Linked DNA regions of Zea mays: regions 1 and 2 are each linked to region 3. The links are chromatin contacts, called in public Hi-C maps. All regions are on one chromosome and are shown on one strand. Each heading gives the region's core, a stretch centred on a gene start, on an enhancer-like site or on the middle of the called end of the contact. The rest is flanking DNA. Distances are from core to core; before and after follow the strand shown.

The links. Hi-C and Micro-C count contacts between places; a contact is called where the count stands out from the background.
Region 1: a Hi-C map of leaf shows a contact between it and region 3, with 7 times the contacts expected there. The contact joins the promoter of LOC103642225 here to the promoter of LOC100193827 in region 3. A contact is called at or near these places in 4 of 25 Hi-C or Micro-C datasets (bundle sheath, ear, leaf and 1 more).
Region 2: a contact with region 3 is called in a Hi-C map of tassel, with 2.2 times the contacts expected there. The contact joins the promoter of LOC100282768 here to the promoter of LOC100193827 in region 3. A contact is called at or near these places in 4 of 25 Hi-C or Micro-C datasets (ear, endosperm, leaf and 1 more).

What each region holds. Positions count from the first base shown.
Region 1 is chr10:151,771,131-151,774,012 of Zm-B73-REFERENCE-NAM-5.0, reverse strand. It overlaps LOC103642225 (Increased DNA methylation 1), which reads left to right and starts at 1,544. Exons shown (of 11, transcript XM_035963591.1): 1 at 1,544-2,016; 2 at 2,132-2,882. The coding sequence starts at 2,180.
Region 2 is chr10:151,227,988-151,230,917 of Zm-B73-REFERENCE-NAM-5.0, reverse strand. It overlaps LOC100282768 (soluble inorganic pyrophosphatase), which reads left to right and starts at 1,657. Exons shown (of 9, transcript NM_001412195.1): 1 at 1,657-1,814; 2 at 2,386-2,523; 3 at 2,616-2,644; 4 at 2,856-2,921. The coding sequence starts at 2,394.
Region 3 is chr10:151,502,289-151,505,086 of Zm-B73-REFERENCE-NAM-5.0, reverse strand. It overlaps LOC100193827, which reads right to left and starts at 1,534. Exons shown (of 2, transcript NM_001138909.1): 1 at 1,173-1,534; 2 at 25-1,104. The coding sequence starts at 1,292. The coding sequence ends at 133.

The DNA of each region.
Region 1 (2,882 bases), core at 295-2,794, 270 kb before region 3:
TGCTTCCGTAAGGGGCTGAGAGCCGCCGTCGTCATGGAGCACGCGGGGTGCCATCATTACTTGTTTACCGGGGCGAGCCAAATGGGACGCCGGTCTTGTTCCCCGTAGCCTGAGCTAGCTAGGGGTAGGGTAATGATGCCCCCCCTTGTGACGTGGTCGGTCCGAGCCCGAGGTCGGGCGAGGCGGAGACCGTCGTCCGGGGTCGAGGTTGAGTCCGAGCCCCGGGGGTCGGGCGAGGCGGAGACCGTCGTCCGAGGTCGAGGTTGAGTCCGAGCCCTGGGGTCGGGCGAGGCGGAGACCGCCTTCCGGAGTCGAGGTTGAGTCCGAGCCCTGGGGTCGGGCGAGGCGGAGTCCGTCTTCCGAGGTCGAGGTGGAGTCCGAGCCCTAGGGTCGGGCGAGGCAGAGACCGGCTTCCGGAGTCGAGGCTGAGTCCGAGCTTAGGGGTCAGGCGAGGCAGAGCTTCCTATGGTGCCTGAGGCCGGTCTTGACGGCTGTCAGCCTCACCCTGACGGGTGGCACAACAGTCGGAGCAGCGCAGGCGCCGCTGTTTTCCTGTCAGGTCAGCCAGTGGAGGGGCGAAGTGACTGCGGTCACTTCGGCCTTGTCGTCTGAGGAGCGCGCGTCAGTATAAGGTGTCAGGCGATTCTCGCATTGAATGCTCCTGCGATACGGTCGGTTGGCGTGGCGATCTGGCCAAGTTTGCTTCTCCGCGAAGCCTGCCCGAGCTGGGCCTCGGGCGAATCGAAGGTGCGTCCGTTGCTTGAGGGGATCCTCGGAGGAGACGTGAATCCTCCTGGGTCGGCTGCCTTTGCCCGAGGCTGGGCTCGGGTGAGGCGAAATCGTGTCCCTTGAGTGGACGAAGCCTTGACCTGAATCGCGCCCATCAGGCCTTTGCAGCTTTGTGCTGATGGGGTTTACCAGCTGAGATTATGAGTCTTGGGGGTACCCCTAATTATGGTCCCCGACAACCCAAAACACCGTTTTTGCATTGTTCTACACTGTATACTACATAGTTCACAGAGTAAAGTTTAAATACGAGTATGATGATGTGTAAGTTGTTGAAGATAGTCTTACATACAACGTGATACGGCAGGTACTCTAACTTGTCCTCAAGCGCGGGAACAATTGAAGAAGGTGCGGTGGTAGATGAAAAAAATGATATAATATATAATAGCTGATATAAGGTTGGTATGAGTAAACATGACTGCGGTAAATTATAGTATAGGGTAGAGAATTTTGTTGGTGTGGATTTTTTTTACTTTTAAGCACTAAATTAGAATAGTATGAGTGCACATGGCCTAAAGGATATATGTCCGTTTTTTAAAATTACTAAATTAGAATAGTAAGGGTGGATACAATTAGATCACTGCCACCCACTAGAGCAGCGACATACACCTATTTCTGTAATATTTTTAGGTTTGGGGTATCGATTTAAATTTTTGAATATTTTCAAATATAAAAATAAAAATGTACTTAGTAAACATAGCAGACAAAAAATGCAAGCTGAAGCTATAGAAGGGGTAGTCTTCTCCTTGTTTGATTTGATAAAAAAGGAAAAGTGCTAGACTTGGTTTTTTGGTGTTTGGTTTTGGAGGCAAAATGTTCAAACGAGCAAGAGATGCAGGATGCAGGTCTCCTTTGCGGCTTTTAGCTATCGGCTGGCTTGCTTGACCTCTTCTCGTCTTGTCCAGCTCCACCCTCCACTGCAGCAGCTTGCTTGCCTTTGCTCCACTCCCATACAGAGTCCAGACGCCCGCCCCGTCGCCGCCGGCACTCAGCTACCAAGCCGCCGTCCCGGACCCTCGATTTTCCTCGCCGGAGCGGAGCGCCCACCCCTCTTCGCTCGCCTCGGATCTCGCCCCCGATTTGCTCCGCCCGCTCATCCCCAACCACTATTCTCTCGTCTCGATCCAGCGCAGGCTACTCGAGATTCAGCTGCCGCCGCCCTCTGGATCCGGCCACACAATCCGCTTCCGCTCCCGCTGCCTCCCCGACCCGACCGCCCATCTCGCTCAGGTACATCTACTACCACTTGCCTTGGAATGGCTGGATCTCACATCCTTCTTCCCCGCGTCAGGCGTCACCGACCAAGCTTTAGCTTCTCACTCCGCTCTCCGCTTTTACTCTGCAGGCTCCCTCCTAGTCCCTACCCTAGCTGCTAGCTACCACTACCACTACCATGGCCGCCGGGAGAGGCCACGCGGAGGACATGCTGGGCTTCAAGGAGGACGACGCCATGCGCTTCATCTTCGGCGAAGACATCATGGGAATGGAGGACCACGGCGCCTTCGACAGATCCCTCATGGAGCTTCAGGTTTTCAAGGAGGTCTTCTGCGGGGCCGCCCATAACGTCGCCGCCACCACCCATCTGCCCACCGAGATGGACCTTGGATTCGTCCACACCAGCGCCGCCGCTGCCCACCTCAAGGCCACGGAGACCTCGCCCTCTCCATTTGTCTCCCATGCGCAGCAGCAGCAGCCTGCTGCCGCTGCCACTGCTGATCCACAGCTCACAATGGATCGTAGCCAGCCAAACTATGGACCTCGCCACGACCTTCACCCCCAGGTTCAGGAGCACGCGCACACTCGTGCGCAGCAAAACGGGACCGAGCTGGATGATGCTGCGTTCATGCACAGATTCATGGGTTCCTGGCAGCCTGGGGATAAGCACGCGATCCATCTGCTCGGCCTATCCGATGACCAACACCCATTCGTCGGCGCAGATTTGGATGTGCACGCGCAAGATATTGGAGCTGGGATGTGCAATGCTCCCGGGCTGGGCTGCAGCAGCAGCACTAGCGCGGTTGATGACCCCATGCCTTCCTTCATAGAAGCGCTAGCGGAGATTTCTGAATTCCAGAGTGCCACTCTCCTTCCAGATC
Region 2 (2,930 bases), core at 408-2,907, 270 kb after region 3:
ACCCAAATGGGTTTATGCTGCCTCATTTTTCCTCGGCTGCTGCCTAAACCTATTCCTCTTCTTGTCATTTGTCGTATCTATGTCACGTTGGAAGTATGTCTTACTGTCTATAGGAACAGATGGACATTTCTTGACACTCTTTCCTCCATGCGCGAGATTCTCCTTCAAATGGGTGCCACCCCCTCTGCTCTTTGTGCATTTGAAACACATACCAACCATCAGCATATAACTGATTGGCATACACATTTAACAATAACTATACCGTAAACTATTGAACATTCACATTTAACAATAACTAATCCATAAATCATAATCCATCAAATATGTAATAATACTAACATATAGCATATATAAATCTGAAACCCTAAATCTAAAACATATTACTGTCACTGAGACTAAATTTGAAACCCTAAACACCACGAAACTAAATCTAAGCAATATATACGTAGTATATAACTAAATATGTGTACTAAATCTGATTTACCGGAACTAAAACACGGTTTTACATTGCTCTATTGCGGTTAACCGCCGGTTTCGGGGGAGAAATCGACGGCTCGGGGGTTGCCGCCGGTTGGTGCACGCGACTCAGCAGCGGTAGCCACTATCCCGACGGCAGCAAAGGAGGCGGCCGCGACGGTTTTGTAGAGGAGGCGATGACTTAGAGAGAGGACGAGGAGAGCGACTGAGAGATGGGGTGGTGAAAGTGAGGAGAGGAGAAGAGGTATGTTTATTTTAGATATTTTGTTATGTTGGTTAATATATTTTTTTTCTATTTTTAATAGGCTAAATTGAATTAAATTTAGTTATCCTGTATTCCAGATTATTTCTTAGAACATGTAGTTTTCTATTTTTTTAAAAAAATTAAATTTAGATTGAATTTCGAAGAAAATCTGGTAGTTAACCGATATCGCTGGGCGACGGTTTGATAAAGTAATCGATAAAATGAAAGTTTTTATCGGTTTTGTATTGTTTGATGACGCGTAAAATAATGTTTTATACGCTGTTTTGGGAGATAACCAGAAGTGTCGTATTTGGACACCTCCGCGAGCGCACATCACATGAAGCAGTTGCGTCCGTTGGTGCGCTGGCCCCTCCGACACGTTGGCTGTCAGGCAGGCAGAGGCAGGAGGAGAGCAGGTCAAAGTCACGTGACATTTGACCATTGATTGGCTTATAGCTGCTCCTAGACCAGTACAGGAACGAAAGGACACATGAATACAGCACGTGCCAGTTGGCTGGCTTTGTCAAACGGAGCCGTGAAGGCTGTGCAAGTAGCAACCACTAGGTCATGGTCATGGCTGGAGCTGGACGGACCAACTCAAACAAAAATCGATAGGATTAAAGGAAAGCGAACAAACTATTTTCGTTTCTAGGCCACATAGGGACCTGATTTCTCAGATTCCGTTCAAAATTTATAAAATTTGGAAATAAAATACAAAAATCAGAAGAAGAAAAAACAGTTATAAAAGACTAAAAATACTATTAGTACTAACACCCATACGTATATCATTGGAATATTCCCCGTTTATCCGCAACACCGTTCAAAATGGCCCCCCTGCATTAGGCTGCAAACTAAACTAGGGACTGGAAAGAGAAAAGAGAACGAGCAGACGGGGTGATAAGTTAAAAAAGAGAATAAGGACGGGGGTTTTAAGTGAAAAAGGCCAGCCAACAGAGGCCGGTGGAAAGGAGAGAATCGAGCAGAGCCACCCGGTTGCTCCTCATTTCCACTTTCCACTCTGCCTCCGCTGCCGATCGCCGTCCCCGACCGCAGCGCAGGTGAGGATCCAACCCCAACAAACTTCCAGGCGACGGTGAGATCCATGGCTCCCGTTTTTTTCTTAGATCAAGGGGCGGGAGGGAGGCAAGGACGGACTGGCGGGGTGGGAGACGGCCGGGGGGCCCAGACGGGGCGAGGCAACTTGACCGGAGCGGTTGCCGTGGCAGGGGCGGAGCCGGAGCCGGTGGCAGCTCTCCGCCGCTGGCGACGGGTGCTGGATGGTGGGGCGGGGCCGGACCGGGTAGCGACTGGCTGGACTCGTGTTTCTGTCGTGACTTCTGAAGAGAGCGACCGCCGCACGGGAGGACGGAGGGAAGGAACGAGGCCGTGGGATCGCAGGTGTACGGCTGGGATTGGTCGTCTGAGATGGTGGCAAAAATCTTCTGCCTCCCTGCATATTCTAGTTGCCTCATGGATCTGGCCTGCCATTTGGTGGCTGCTGCTGGGATTCTAGGACCAGTTCGAGATCTGTAGGGTGTCCTCCATTCGTGTGTTACAACTTTTTACATCGGGCCTAGGAAAATCACTGCTTCATGTTTCTCAGTGAACAAAAATACTAATACTAATAATGTAGGTCTTGATTTTTGCTTCTTTTCCATGCACAGGACTGAGGATGAGTGAAGAGGATAAGGCTGCTGCTTCTGCTGAGCAGCCTAAGAGGGCCCCTAAGCTCAATGAAAGGATCCTCTCCTCTCTGTCCAGGAGGTCCGTAGCTGCTCATCCATGGCATGATCTCGAGATCGGTGCGTGACTCAACTATCCTTTCTTGCTCTCCTAACTCCTATGTGGCTCTGTCAAATAAGCATACTCCATCTAAATCATTTTGGTTATGCAGGTCCTGGTGCTCCTGCTGTATTCAATGTTGTAAGTACCATCATTGCTTTCTAACAGCTTGGCATGTTATATGTTTGCTCTGCTGAAACATTTGATGCACCTACAACATACTGGTACATGAGTCTGTTGACAGTGGTTTGCTTGTTGAGGAAAAATAAGTGCATGGTTTTTTTTTAATTACGATATTTAACAAATCTAGTTAGCTCCAAACAATGACCGCGTTATATAATTTTTTATTCAGGTTGTTGAGATCACAAAGGGAAGCAAAGTCAAATACGAGCTTGACAAGAAAACTGGACTGATTAAGGTATATGCT
Region 3 (2,798 bases), core at 285-2,784:
GAGAGAGAATCCTACCACTGAATATTTTCATCAATACCATCACCATTATGATAGTGTATAGTTTGACTGAAATTCATGTTACAGGCACGCATTACAACACAAAACTACCAATGGCAGGCAAGATACTAAGAGTCAGATTTGGAGTCTGCTCATAATCATGTCGAACTCTCCGCTGGCGTGCACCTGCCGCACCGTTCTGTCGTAGTCGTCGTCATCGTCATGGTCGTCTTCTTCTTCCTGTTGCTCTGCTTCGTCGGGCCTGGACGGTGGCTTGGGCACCGTCTGCGCCTCCTGCACGATCCTCAAGATCTCCTCCACGCTCTGCGACGAGTAGGCGGGTGCTGCTGTCGCATTATTGCTGCTGCTGCTGCTGCTGTCTCCCTGGCGGCTGTAGTAGTAGGCTGCCTGCGCCTCCTCCTTGAGCTCCCTCGGCAGGTTCTTGAGGTACCAGGGGTGGGTCTTGATCTCGCTCATGGTGATCCTCTTGTACGGGTTCTGGACGAAGATGCGGGAGAGGAGGTGGCGGCAGTTGTGGGAGACGTGCACGTACTCGGGGATCTTGTACTGAACCGACATGATGCGCTGTATTGTCTTCCTGAAGTTCTTTGGGTCCTTTGGATCCTCGAACGGGTACGCCCCCACCAGCATGACGTAGAGCGTGACTCCGCACGACCAGACGTCGGCGTGCTTCCCGTCGTACTCTCGCCGCGACAGCACCTCGGGCGCGATGTACGCCGGCGTGCCCACCGTTGACTTCGGTCGCGAGTGCAGCACCGAGGACTTGGAGTAGCCGAAGTCGCAGATCTTGAGGCGCGGCGCCGGGCTGCCGTCCAGCAGCGTGTTCTCCAGCTTGAGGTCCCGGTGGCAGATGTTCATGGCGTGGCAGAAGCTGACGCCGCAAACCAGCTGCTGGAAGAAGTAGCGCGCCTCGTCCTCGTGGAACCGCCCGGCGTCGCAGATGCGCTCGAACAGCTCCCCGCCCGCAGCGTACTCCATCACGATCGCAAGGTGCGTGGGAGTCAGCACCACCTCCTTGAACCGGATGATGTTGGGGTGGCGGAGGGAGCGGTGGTTCACGATCTCGCGGAACACGTTCTCGTCGATCTATCAATTAATCCATCAATTAGATACTAGCTAGCAAAGAAGACGCGACGGCTAGACTGACTACTCACCCTGTTTCCTCGCTCTATGAACTTCATGGCCACCAGCTCCCTCGTGTCCTTGTTCCTCATCAGCTTGGCCACCCCGAAGTTGCCCGCCCCGATCTCGCGAACGGGCTCGTACTTGTCCATCGGATCCCTTGCCTTCCTAGCTAGCTTATCTTGCCTTATCGTGGATTGGAGGTCAGCTAGCAGGGAGGGAGAAGACGACGAAGGGGGATGTGGGTGGAGCTGAGTCACTAGTCAGTCAGTCCAGACGGAGGAGCAGGTGCTGCTGTCTGTCTGTAAAACTAGCCACCCATCGCTTTCAACGACAGCGACACCCAAATTTAAAAGCACTCCACTCCATGCTTGCCTGCTCACCATTTCTTATCTCCTTTTTTTTTTCTTTTCTTTTTGAAATTTCTTTTAAAATGTCTGGTTTGGCTGCGCTCCGATCCACCACCGCGATACATCACCTATTGATACCCAACGATGAAATGCATAGTGTAGTGTTGATCGTAGTATAGCAGTAGAGCGTGTTATAACTGGTGTGCTTGTGTCAGAAGAAAGTGATCGTCTTACCCTTTTATATCTCAAAGGGTTGAAACTTACAGAGGGGATCTATTTTCTACTAGAGAGAGACAGTGACAGAGAGAGAGATTGACTCCCTCGGGTTATCGCGGTAGGTCTTCCGTAGGGTCATGTGTAGGCATACTCTCGGTATTGTCACACCCGGGTTTTAGGGGCACCAAAACCCGGACGCCGTCACCAAGTGTGCTGAGACCAAGTCTCACACATATGATGACTCATGGTACAGAAACGAATGCCACATCTTTACTATATAATAGTCCATGCTAAATAATTACATCATATGCACACAACGATCCAGCAACCCTAGTTGACTGGGAGACGACAGTCTAGACCACTCACGAACTCATCACGACATCCTCCACGCGCCTCATCCTGTGGTACCTATTCTTGGCCGGAGGGGATGTGAGTACAACAAGAGTGAGCTCACATACGTTCATCACTCAACAAGTTGTGAGGAATAATGTGCATGAAATCACCAAAGGTGGGAGCTCATGTGAAGTGTAAGGCTTACCAAATGAGATGGTTAAAGCTGAGTATTGCTTTTAAAGTTGGTCAAAATTTTATTAGCAGTTACTAAGTATAAGTAGATACCAACCCAATTAAGTAAGATATCAAATTAATAACAACACCCACAATGCAATGTGTCGGTACCCTGAAACAGGGGTACCCCTTACTACAGTGTGAAGGCACGGTGCCCATGCGGCTATCTCTAGTCGCGTGGTAAACAGCACCCGACCCTACCACGTGGACGACTCCCGGGTCGCCACGTGGCCAGAGAAGACGATATACTCCAGGATATCAACAGTGGGTCCGGACCCCCATGGGAAAATGTTGGACCCCTGTACGTACGGACCAGACCTCCGGGTAAGGTCCAGAACCTCCACGGGCACGAACCGGACCCCTAGGATGGGTCTCGAACCCCTCTGTGTGGGGTCCGGGCCACTAACAACAGGGTCCCGGGATTCTGGGACAAAGAGTACCCAGACCTTAATCAAGACCAGGCGGGGGTCCGGAGCTGACACGTGTCCAGACCATACCACACACGCTTCTGCTCCCCGCTTAGGC